Linked DNA regions of Hordeum vulgare: regions 1 and 2 are each linked to region 3. A link is a contact called in public Hi-C data. All regions are on one chromosome and are shown on one strand. Each heading gives the region's core, a stretch centred on a gene start, on an enhancer-like site or on the middle of the called end of the contact. The rest is flanking DNA. Distances are from core to core; before and after follow the strand shown.

Evidence for each region. Hi-C and Micro-C count contacts between places; a contact is called where the count stands out from the background.
Region 1: a contact with region 3 is called in a Hi-C map of leaf, with 4 times the contacts expected there. The contact joins the promoter of LOC123427505 here to the promoter of LOC123427507 in region 3. A contact is called at or near these places in 2 of 6 Hi-C or Micro-C datasets (leaf and seedling) and 1 of 1 datasets of contacts at active chromatin or transcription factors (embryo).
Region 2: a Hi-C map of leaf shows a contact between it and region 3, with 2.8 times the contacts expected there. The contact joins the enhancer-like site here to the promoter of LOC123427507 in region 3. A contact is called at or near these places in 3 of 6 Hi-C or Micro-C datasets (leaf and seedling).

The regions. Positions count from the first base shown.
Region 1 is chr2H:590,084,678-590,088,350 of MorexV3_pseudomolecules_assembly, forward strand. It overlaps LOC123427505 (O-fucosyltransferase 6-like), which reads left to right and starts at 1,982. Exons shown (of 11, transcript XM_045111575.1): 1 at 1,982-2,434; 2 at 2,602-2,661; 3 at 2,769-2,859; 4 at 2,999-3,075. The coding sequence starts at 2,255.
Region 2 is chr2H:590,418,462-590,421,757 of MorexV3_pseudomolecules_assembly, forward strand. No RefSeq gene overlaps it. Among protein-coding and RNA genes, the nearest start is that of LOC123430661, 83 kb to the left of the region's middle. Within about 2 kb of position 1,935, at least 3 of the 3 cell types and tissues checked have open chromatin away from gene starts, as enhancers often do. A contact at or near this core is called in leaf and seedling, where this site is marked.
Region 3 is chr2H:590,236,595-590,240,247 of MorexV3_pseudomolecules_assembly, forward strand. It overlaps LOC123427507 (protein ROLLING AND ERECT LEAF 2-like), which reads right to left and starts at 1,795. Exons shown (of 4, transcript XM_045111577.1): 1 at 286-1,795; 2 at 12-184. The coding sequence starts at 1,471.

The sequences.
Region 1 (3,673 bases), core at 732-3,231, 150 kb before region 3:
TGACCGAAACGTGGTCCTGGATGTGGAGCAGACGGAGAGAGTTGGGGTTGACAGGCTCAAAACCGAAGGGGTTGAGTTCACCGGAGGCGGCGGAGAGCGGCGAGGCCATGGCCGGTGAGGAGAGATGCGGAAGCGAAGACGATCAAGGCTGAGCGTTTGATACCATGTAAAGCGAGAGAGAGAAGGATTTGCTGCACACCGATTCTCATTAACATACAGGGTACTTATACATGTACAAGGGAGAGAGGATTAACTAACCCGAGCTAGAAGGAGGGGAAGTGGGTAGTGAGGCAGCGTATCCGGCGCATGCGATAACGAGCGCGGACTGGGCTCGGTCGTGGGCGAGCCAGGAGCGATACGCGCGCGCATGCATGCAGGTCGTTGGAGTGCTGTTCAACATCATCATCTAGAAGAAGAAGAAAACAGCGAGTCAGTGACGGAACTAGCAGGGTGTCGCATGCAACTCTAACTGAAAAACTCTATGAGTTGCTGCAATTCTACCCGAATGAAGATTAGCAACAACGGGATGCGTTTACAAGACACATAAGTAAGCAGACAAAACCCATACACTCCTACCTGTATATTTTAGGGGAACAGGCGAGAATACCATTGATAGATAGATCAGCAAAGGCTAAAGAGGCTTTTGTCCAAGTCAATTATTGGTCAGTATAGTATATATACAGAATACTGAAGGGGAAACACAAAGCCTCATGAGCTGATGGATTGGGGCCAGTAGCGTGTGATGGGGACTTTTCTTCTAACCCACCCATCAACCCATGATTGTGTTGTTGCGTCGAGTTTGTTATTAGGCGTACGTAGCCCCCACCTCCGCCCCACTTGCGTGCAAGTGCAACAAACATTTTCCTCCGTGCAAGCCAGCACCCAAATCACATGCAGATCGTCTAAACTAACCTTTACCCATCCAGGGTTTACTCTCACTTTTGGAGGCCTAAAAGAGAGGGAGGGAGTAGTGGATGCAAGGCAGCTGGATATCTCTCTTTGCCTAAAAAAAAAAAAAACTGGATACCTCTCTTCCGGAAAACAATTTCTTTCTCTCTCGAAGCCAGTTTTATCCTAGTAGTAAGTATTTTGGTTTATATAAAACAGTGGTAGGGTCGGATCGTCCAAAGCAGCACTACAGCCAAGCCAACCATCACGTGGACTGCTCCTGCATGCGCGACGTCGCTCCTGCACCATCCATCCATCCCTTTTGACGCGACAGAGATTAATTAACGAAAAGAAAGCCGGCTACGTGCACGTTGCATCGCGACGCTCTCGTTGGCTGTTGGGATGGAAAAACAAAAAAAAAATCGCGGCAGCGGCGCGTGTGACTGTTTGAACTGGAACGTACATGAAGCGGGGCTGTCACGTACGCACAAGGATGCACCACCTTATAATCACAATTACTATAGCAAATCGCAATGAATTACTAGCACGCAGCCACGCACCAGAAGGGTGGACTGTGCATTCAATGAGGCCTATAAATTATTGGGATTCACTCACAGTCACAGGGGAGCCGTCCTCGCGTCGCTGGACGGTACCACTCCCGTATAAATAATGTACGCCGGCTTAATAATCTCAGTAATCTGGCCATTATGTGGCGTTTCTGCGGATGCCACCCTCAGATTTGCGGAAATTACTACCACTAATCGCCTGCCCACCGGACACCATTACCACCATGCTCCTCGCTAGGTAGGAGACACGCATGTACAGAGAAGCACGAGGCGCCACCCAGATCTGCATTATTAAAAGCCAAACCTGCTTTTATATTACAAAGTACTACTAGTACTAGTAATATATAATCTGAACGGCCAAACGGAATTAAAAGCGGTTAGTGTGCGGAGATTCGCTCTGATCCTCCATTTTTTTTACTGACCCACTAGTATTATCTACTTGAATTATTTGTTTAGATACGGAGGGAGGGAGTATTTATTTACCAGTAGCCCCTTTGCTTTCGCGATATATATGATTGATCTCCCTGTAGCCGGCCCGCTACTAGTCAGGAGTCAGGAGTCGCTTCTCCTGCCGGCCGTCTCATCGTTTTCTACCTGCTCTCTCGCCAAATGTTGCCACCCAACTAACAAAAGCCCGGACTTCCCTCCGCCTCCGCCCGCTTCCCTCCCATCCCTGCCGCCGCCAGTCCAAAACCCGCACGCTTCCAAGCGAGCGCACGCTCGATCACCAAGCCCAGGAGGACCGGAGCGGGAAGAGAACAAGGCGTGCGCGCGCGCGTGCGTGAGAGGAGGAGCGCCGCATGGGGTCGAGGCGGCGGCGCGGGCAGCACCACGGCCGCTGGGTGGTGCCCTCGGTGGCGCCGGCCGCGGCGGCGTTCACGGCGGCGGGGCTGCTGCTCGTCGTCGTCGCGTTCCACTGCTTCCTCTCGCCGCCGCTCGGGGGCGGCGGCGGCGTCCGGCGCCCCAACCCGCCGTTCCTGGTACGCTCTCCCCTCCCCTCCCAGCAAAAGCCGCGACTTTGCGGCGACGGGGGTCGCCGCCGGGTCCATGCAATGCGCTCCGATTCTCGCTCGCTTCCTGCCTTAATGCCGATTCTGTTTGCTGTTTTCCCTCCCTCACCCCCCCTCCCTTTTGTTTCGCGGAGCAGTTGAACAAACCGGCCGAGTTGCGCAGGAATCTCGTCGGCACCGTCGATTTCACCGTTCCGGTGAGTGGATAGCCCCGCGCCCGCCTTCCCCGTTCCTCGCGCTTAAACCCGGTGAAATCGAGCGGCGGATTCGGCTCTGGTTAACCGGTTCCGGGTTTTCTTTTCAGAGTGGCGGGAGCAGGCTGGGGGAGGAGCTCTGGGCGTCCAAGACGGCGCACCACTTCGTCGGCTGCAGCGACGCCACCAATGACTTCGCCGGTACGCCTACGCGCGTTGCTTGCACCAATTCCGTTTTCCTTTCGTGCACGGGTTGTTTTGCTTCAGAAGAAGATTGGCATTGCCATTGCTCGTGCTTGAGTTTGACTGCTCGCTAACAGTAAAAGTTCCCCTTCAGCAGATGCCAAGGCTGTCACCGAATCGAATCGCTATCTGATGATCGCCACCAGCGGGGGCCTGAACCAGCAGCGAACAGGGGTGAGTACGTGCTGCCATACTGGTTGCTGGCTTGTCCCATCGAATTCTTGTCTTCTTGCTTCGCTTGGTCCATCCAACAGTGTGAATATATATTGCAGTTAAATTACCTCGTAATTTCCATGTATGCATAACCTACCTGAATTACTGTGCTAGTGGTCTGATGTCAGTCTAGGCTTCGCAATGATGATCTTGGGCATGTGATGCTAGTACAATAATGTCAGTTTTCTTCAATTGTAAGCCTCTATGATGTATAGCCCTGGTCAATTTACTCCAACAACTTGTTGACGCCTTTGGCTGCATCCGTGCTTTTCTTGGTATGCTCCAACTACTTTTGGAAGCCCTGCATGACTGCGCCTGTGTATTTAGTCCTTTCTTGTTAGTATTAGCTGTCATATACAACCACCCTATACCGTAGGAAACGCTTGCCAATTCTGATCTTGAGTAATCTGAACAGCTTCCAGTTCGAGATGGTAGCGTGTGTTTCCTGACCTATTAGTGTGAGTTATTAATCTGAGCAACTTCCAGTTCGAGATCACAGCGTGTGTTTCTTGACCTATTAGTATCTGTTATTAATCTGAACTACTTCCTGCTCGAGATC
Region 2 (3,296 bases), core at 685-3,184, 180 kb after region 3:
CGGCTTCGTATCGGACTCGCCCATGGAGATCTCCATCCCCGCCAGCCCGCTCTCGATCAGCTCCATCTCCGGCGCGCACTCAGACTGTCGGGCTTTCCTTGGGGTTTTGTTTCCTCTCTGCTGCTTTTGCGATCCTTTCTTTTCGATTTAAGGAGTCTCCGTCCGACTCCAACTGTGCTAACTAATGGGCCTCGGGCCGGCCTATTTAGCTATGTATTCGGGCCGCTGCTTGAGCTCAAAAAACGGCCCTTCTCATTCCTACACAAGGAGAAATCCGAAATCACTAGTTAGCGAATACACCTTCCAACGATTACTCCCATCTTCATAAGTTGTGACAAGTGGCGCACTGCATGCGTGCCACTTGTTGCAACCTGAGAGTTTTTCCTTTTTTCGTAGATCCGTATTTTTAAAAAGTTTTATCTCCTAAACTGTGCATTCAAATCTCGAACTGTTTTCACCGTTGACTTTCTCGCGTCGAGATCTTGAAAACTAAAACCCATGTTGATAGGTTTTGATGATTTTTTCATGAAAAAACGGAAGAAAAAACCAGACAAAAAAACCGTGCCTCACGTGACAGAAAAAAAACAGAAAACGCGGTTTTTCCCTTTCCGATAGGCACGGGTCGTGCCATTCGTGAAAGCAAAATCCGTGCCTCTCGCGAAAGCAAAATCGTGGCTCCTGCAAAAAAAGAGAGAGCCAAAAACGTGTTTTCCCCCTTTTCGGGAGAGACATGGGCGTGCCTCTCGCAAAGTCAAAAACATGTCTTTCGCGGAAGCAAAACCGTGCCTCTCGCAAAAAAACAGAAAACACGTCTTTTTCCCCTTTCGGGAGAGGCACGGGCGTGCCTCTCGCGAAGGGAAAACTATGCCTTTCGCGAAAGCAAAACCGTGTCTCTCATAAAAAAACAGAAAACACGTTTTTTTCCTTTTTGAAAGGCACGGGCGTGCCTCTCACGAAGGCAAAACCATGCCTTTCATGAAAGCGAAATCGTACCTCTCGCAAAAAATGAAAGCACGTTTTTTTCTTTCCAAGCGTGTCTCTCGCAAAGTCAAAATCGCGCCTCTCGCAAAAAAACAGAAAATGTGTTTTTTCACATAAAAGAAAAGAAAACGCATTTTTTCACGAAAAAATATTGATTTTTTGTCCAAAAGTTACGAAAGACCGATGAAAGCCATAACACAAAAAAAACACACTAAAAAGACGAAAACGCGTGTGAAAAAATACAAAGGAAACGCTCAGAGCGCGACACGTGACGACAGCTGGAAACGCATCAAGTGGCGACGCGCGGGAGCGCTCGCTAACTAGTTGCTTCCGGAGAAATCGGACATTTCCTATTTGACACCACATGCATCCGTTAATGTGCATTTTTGTTAACTGACGCCTATGGCGTTCGAACTGGCCCGACCCATCTAGGCGTTTGTGATGTTTTTCTTAAACAATTCTATGAACTTATTAGAATATTGATGAACTTTTTTTATATTTCAACGAATACTTTTAAAGATTGATGAACTTTTTTGAATATCGATGAACTTTTCTAAAACTTAATGAACATCTATTTGAAAACGGATGAAATTTTTAAAGAATTATAACTTTTTTTCCAGTTCAATGATTTTTTTTGAAAAAATACATTATTTTTGGGTTTTTTATGAACTTTTTTCAAAAATATTGAACTTTGTTAAAATTTATAAGCTTTTCATAAATTAGATGAACTTTTTTTCGTTTTCAATGATTTTTTAAAAAAATTGATAAACCTTTCTTAAAGATGTGATTTTTTAAAAAATGGTTGAACCTTTTCCTTTAAATCTGTAAACTTTTTTTTAATTTTATATTTATTTGTAATACAAAATCAAACAAAATAGAACAGCACTTTAGTGGGCCGGCCCATGCTAGCAGCGCGGCAGGCGCCGGATCGTTAACGGACACCTGCAGCGCTGCATAGGAGCTCCGGAGAAATGGTGCTTCAGAGTATGGAAACCCGTATTGAACGCTTGCTTTTTTGTGAGTGGTCCTATTGAACGATTGTTTTGGCGTGGGTTGGCCCGTTTAACATTTCAACGTCCCTGGTTTTGGAAAGCTTTTTTAATTGTTTTTTTTTTGTTTTGGAAAACTTCTAACAGGTTTTCTAAACCGATTTTTTCTTTTTTTCTTTTTCTTTTTTTTAATTTTCTCCTTTTTTTCCTTCTCAGTTTTTATTTCTTTTTTATTAATTTAAAATTTGTGCACAATTCAAAAAAAATTGATGGTTTTGAAATTTATACACAATTCGAAAAAAAATTATGGTTTTAAAATTTGTTCACAAATTGAAAACATTCATGTTTTAAATTATGTTCACAATTTGAAAAATGTTAGCGGTTTCATAATTTGTTCACGAATTGGAGATTTGTTCACAGATTTGAAAAATGTTCGCGGTTTTATAATTTTGCTCATGAATTTGAAATTTGTTCTTGATTCCAAATTTGTTCACATATTCAAGAAATGTTCGCGGTTTAATGAAAAATGTTCAATATTTATAATTCTGTTCATGGATTTGAAATTTGTTCAGCATTTAAAAAATGTCCGTGGTTTCAAAATTTGTTCGCATATTTGAAAAATGTCAGAACTTTATAATTTTGTTTACAAATTTGGAATTTATTCATGTTCAATTTTTTTTGTGATTTCAAAATTTGTTCATGTTTAATTTTTTCGCAATTTGAAAAATGTTCGCCGTTTCAAATTTTCCGCAGATTCAGAAATATTCATGGTTTTATAATTTTCTTCATGTTTCAAATTTTGTCCAGAATTCGATTTTTTTTTGTGATTTCAGAAAATGTTCTGGTTTTTTCTTCAAATCCAAAAAATATGTTTGCTTCAAATTCAGACAGAACTGGAAAAAAGAAAGAAAAAAAAAGAAATAAGCAGAAAAAGAAAAGAAGGAACCGAAAGAAAAGGAAAAAGAAAAAACTGGGCGGGGCACGACCCCGTGTGCGTCCGCTCGGCAGTTGGTTGTAGCGAGCGGCGCATAGGAGGTCCGAGAGTGTAGGTTGAAAATGAAACCACATAACTTGTTTGACCGAGCGCCCGTGTTGTCCCTCCCGAGAATGACCCGGGGCAAGACCCTAACCGCTAGGAAACCCCACCCCCAGATTTTCCCCTCCCCTCGCCGCTCCCAGCATGTGCCGCTGGGCAAAGCCCGCGCGATAGCGACGGTGACGGGGCCTTTCGTTCTTCCTGTGGCGTGGTGTGAGCAGCAACGGGCCGCTCGGCTATGGAAAGGCGTGGGGGCGGGCGAGCCGGTGCTGGCGGCCGTCATGGGCATG
Region 3 (3,653 bases), core at 545-3,044:
TATGATAATACCTTGACCTCACCATACAGCTTCCTCTCCCAGAAGTATAGCTTCTCTAGTGTCAAGGATAAGCTCCAGGAGCCCACCACCTTCCCTTCTTCGCCAACTACCATGCCCAACATGTCCTCGTCTTTGCACCCCAGATGCGGCACAGAGATTGCAGACATCATCCGCGATGATGCAGCTTCAAACAATGGAACAGTGAGCCATACAATGCACCACAGATATATTGGCATGAAAATGAATCAGATCGTTCAGACTCTGAAGTCTGAACTAGTCGCTCACCGTGGTAAACGGAGTGGCGTCCTTGGTAGCTCGGCCTCCCGACCTCGAGCAGCGGCGCGAGCTCCCTTGCCGCCTCGGCCACCCGAACAAGCTGCGTCTTAACCGCGGTGGCAGCATCCACCGCATTGCCGACAACCCCCTGCGCCGGCGGTTCTCGTGTCAGCGGGGCCACATTACGGTATGCTGGTCGCCTCCGTTGTGCATTCCTCCGGTTGTCAACCTCCGGGATGTTGTTGACGGCACCGAACATGCCGCGACGGCTTCCAACCGTGGAGTACTCGCTCGCCATCTCCTTCACTACGACGGTCTCCTCGTCGTCCTCCTCCAGCTCCGGAATGCCCTCCTCCTCCAGCTCCGGAATGCCCTCCTCCTCCCGCACCTCGCGTGAACTGCGGCTCGGCGTGTACGCGGCGGCGGCGGCGGCGGTAGCCGCGGTGGTGGTGGTGGTGGGGTTGTAGTAGTAGCAGCTGTCGTACGAGTCGCCGTAGTTCTCGAACACGTTTAGGAAGTCCCACGACGAGCTCTCCCGGGGCGGCGGAAGTGGAGCCGGAGCCGCTGCCCTCTGCGGCGGCGGGGGCGGCGGCTGCACAGCCGCGGCCGGCTCACCACCGTAGGCGTAATACTGCGTGTAGCCGCCGCCAGTTGCCGCGTCGAAAGCGCCGTAGCGCGCGCGCTCCGACACCGGCGCGCTCTGCGCGACGGCGACCGAGGCCGGGGGCGGGCGGCTGCGCGCGTAGTAGAACTGCAGCGTGCTCTGCGGCGGCGGCGGGTAGGCGAACGCGGGCTGGGGCGCGTACCCGTAGTAAGCCGGCTGCGGGAGAAGCTGCTCGGGGATGCGGCGGGGAGGCGATCCGGGGGGCGATGAGGAGGCCGAGTCGGATCCGGAGGACGACGTGGGCTCGAAGTCGACATGCGAGGAATGATGGCGGTCCGGGTCCGGGAGCGGCAGGCCGCCGCCACGACGGCCGCCCTTGCGGCCCGAGGGCAGCGAGAGGCGCGGCGGCGCGGCCTGGAGCTGGAGGAGGAGGTGCAGCGGAGCGGCGAGCGAGTCGTAGGATCCCGCGAGCGCCGCGTGCGCGTCGGCGAGCGCGTAGCGGTGGCGCACGGCGGCGGCGATGAGGTCGGCGCGGCCGCGGCAGAGCGCCACCGCCTCCTGGCTGTCGAGCTTGGAGCCCTTGCACCCCATCGCGCGTGCGCGGGGGCGGGGCGGTCTAGCCCGGAGGGAGAAACAAAACTCAAAAAGGATCTCTCGAGCCGAGTGTACCTACCTACTGCTGCTGCTCGCCCCGCGCATTATGGCGTTCGGTGAGGAGGTTGGCGGGAGGACGCCGTCGCGCGGAGCGGAGTGTGGTCGGGCGACAATGGCGACGTGTGGACGTGATGTGGTGGGAACAGGGAAGGGGAGTGGAGTAGGGGAGCTGAGCTGAGCTTGGCGGAGGAGGCAGAGAGAGAGAGAGAGGGTTGGGGGAAGGCGAGGCGGGCAGGGGAGGGCAGAGCGGAGGGGGGCAGCAGAGAAGAGAAGGATCTTCTTTTTTATCGTCAACACACTTTTCGTTTCTTTTGCGGGGCTTGTCGTTTGTTCCGTGGGGGCGCGGGCGTGGGCGTGGGCGTGGACGGAAGTGGAATCAGCACAGGGGAAAACCGATGACGGCGAGTGCGGGGAATGTGAGGATCCGGTAACTATTGGATGGACGGACCGGATCACGCGGCAGCGAGGGATGGCCAGGGAGGGGACCCTCTTCCTTTGTCCAAGGGTGCGAGTGAAGACGGAGTGGTGGTGGCGGCCTCGGATCGGAGCAACAACAATTAAAACCATCAACAGGCGGACGCCGCCTAGTACACCCTGCGATTGGATTGAAAAGGAAAAAAAAAGAAAAATTATATAATTGGATCCCTCCAATCACCTTATACATTCAGGTTATCCGTGAAATATCATATGAAAGACAAATGTAGGAAGGATATGAAGCTTTGCGAACACACATGTGTGTGTCCCATCAAAGCGGCACGTCGGACGTGACCCCATCCGAGATCATCTTTTTTTTCTTTCTCTTCTTTTTCATCAATCACGCGTAACTAACTAGACATATGAGGGGAAAATGAGAAATATGGTTGCACGAAGAGCCAAAAAGAAAACACGCTCGGCCACTAATCAAATGCGTCTGTCGACATTTAGGGGGCCATTTTTGCTCTGTCCGGATGTAGATGCTTTAAAAACATCTACATCTGAAGTACGCGAATTCGACCCTTGGCTGGTCACGTTCGATATTTTCTTTCTCATAATCGGACATCTTAATTAGCATACATGAAGTCTATACAAACTCATGCAACTACATAAATGATGCATAAACATGGTCCGCTATTATATACAACATGCCATTGGACTATGAAAATTTGATATGTTTGACTATGGTGGAGAATATCATCTCCGGCTGCCCTTGCCTTTCGAGACGCTATTGTCATCCTTCTTGAGGAAGTACCGATCGAACACACAGTACAGATCGAGCCGGAACTCTTCCTCGTTGTTGTTGTCCTCCTTTGGGAGAAGTTCGACCATTTCACGAACCGCCTAATTCTACTCTCGAACGAGGGCGGGCGTGTTCCTCCATTGCCACTGCTTCACAGTGCGGGTGCGGATGGCTTCCTCCTCAAAGTTGTCCGCGCTAACACATCAGGCGCCACCATATATGCAGCAAGACGGGCCTCGGCGGTCCTTATCCTCTCCTTTCACGGCGGGCATAACGGTCCCGATGGGACTGATACTCCGCTCGACCGATGATGGGGAAGGATAGATTTGAAGGCTGTCACGACCCCGATGATCTAGCCTCGGAGGATCCGAGTGCCTGTTGAGGTGACGCTATGAAGTCACGCCGGAGATCCTGCCGTCGGTCGAGTGTCGTCCTTTCGCGAGCGGTGGAGTGTAGAGCGGACGACCATTGCCTCCTCCAACCCGCACGTGATGACACCCCAATCAACGGATCTGGACTAGTCGGAGTCATATTCACCGCTCCCCAAGCTGAAGAAGACCGAAGATGGGCTCGAGGTGGCGTAGTAAAGTGAACTGGCTAAGGTTTGATCCACCAAACAGATGGGAAGGGATATATGTAAGACCATGGGTGTAACGTCCAAGATGCGATCCTATCCTCAATTTGGCACGAGGACCTTGTTAGGGATAGAAGCGCATCTCGTCATTTCGCAAGAATGGATATCGTTACAAGTACATGTACTGAAAAGATGAGATATATGGAATTGGCCTACACTCGCCACAAGCTACATCAGAGTCACATCAGTACAATACATAAACATCATGAAGAAGAGCAGGATCCGACTACGGACGAAAACAAATGAGAAAAGAAAACGACGTCCATCCT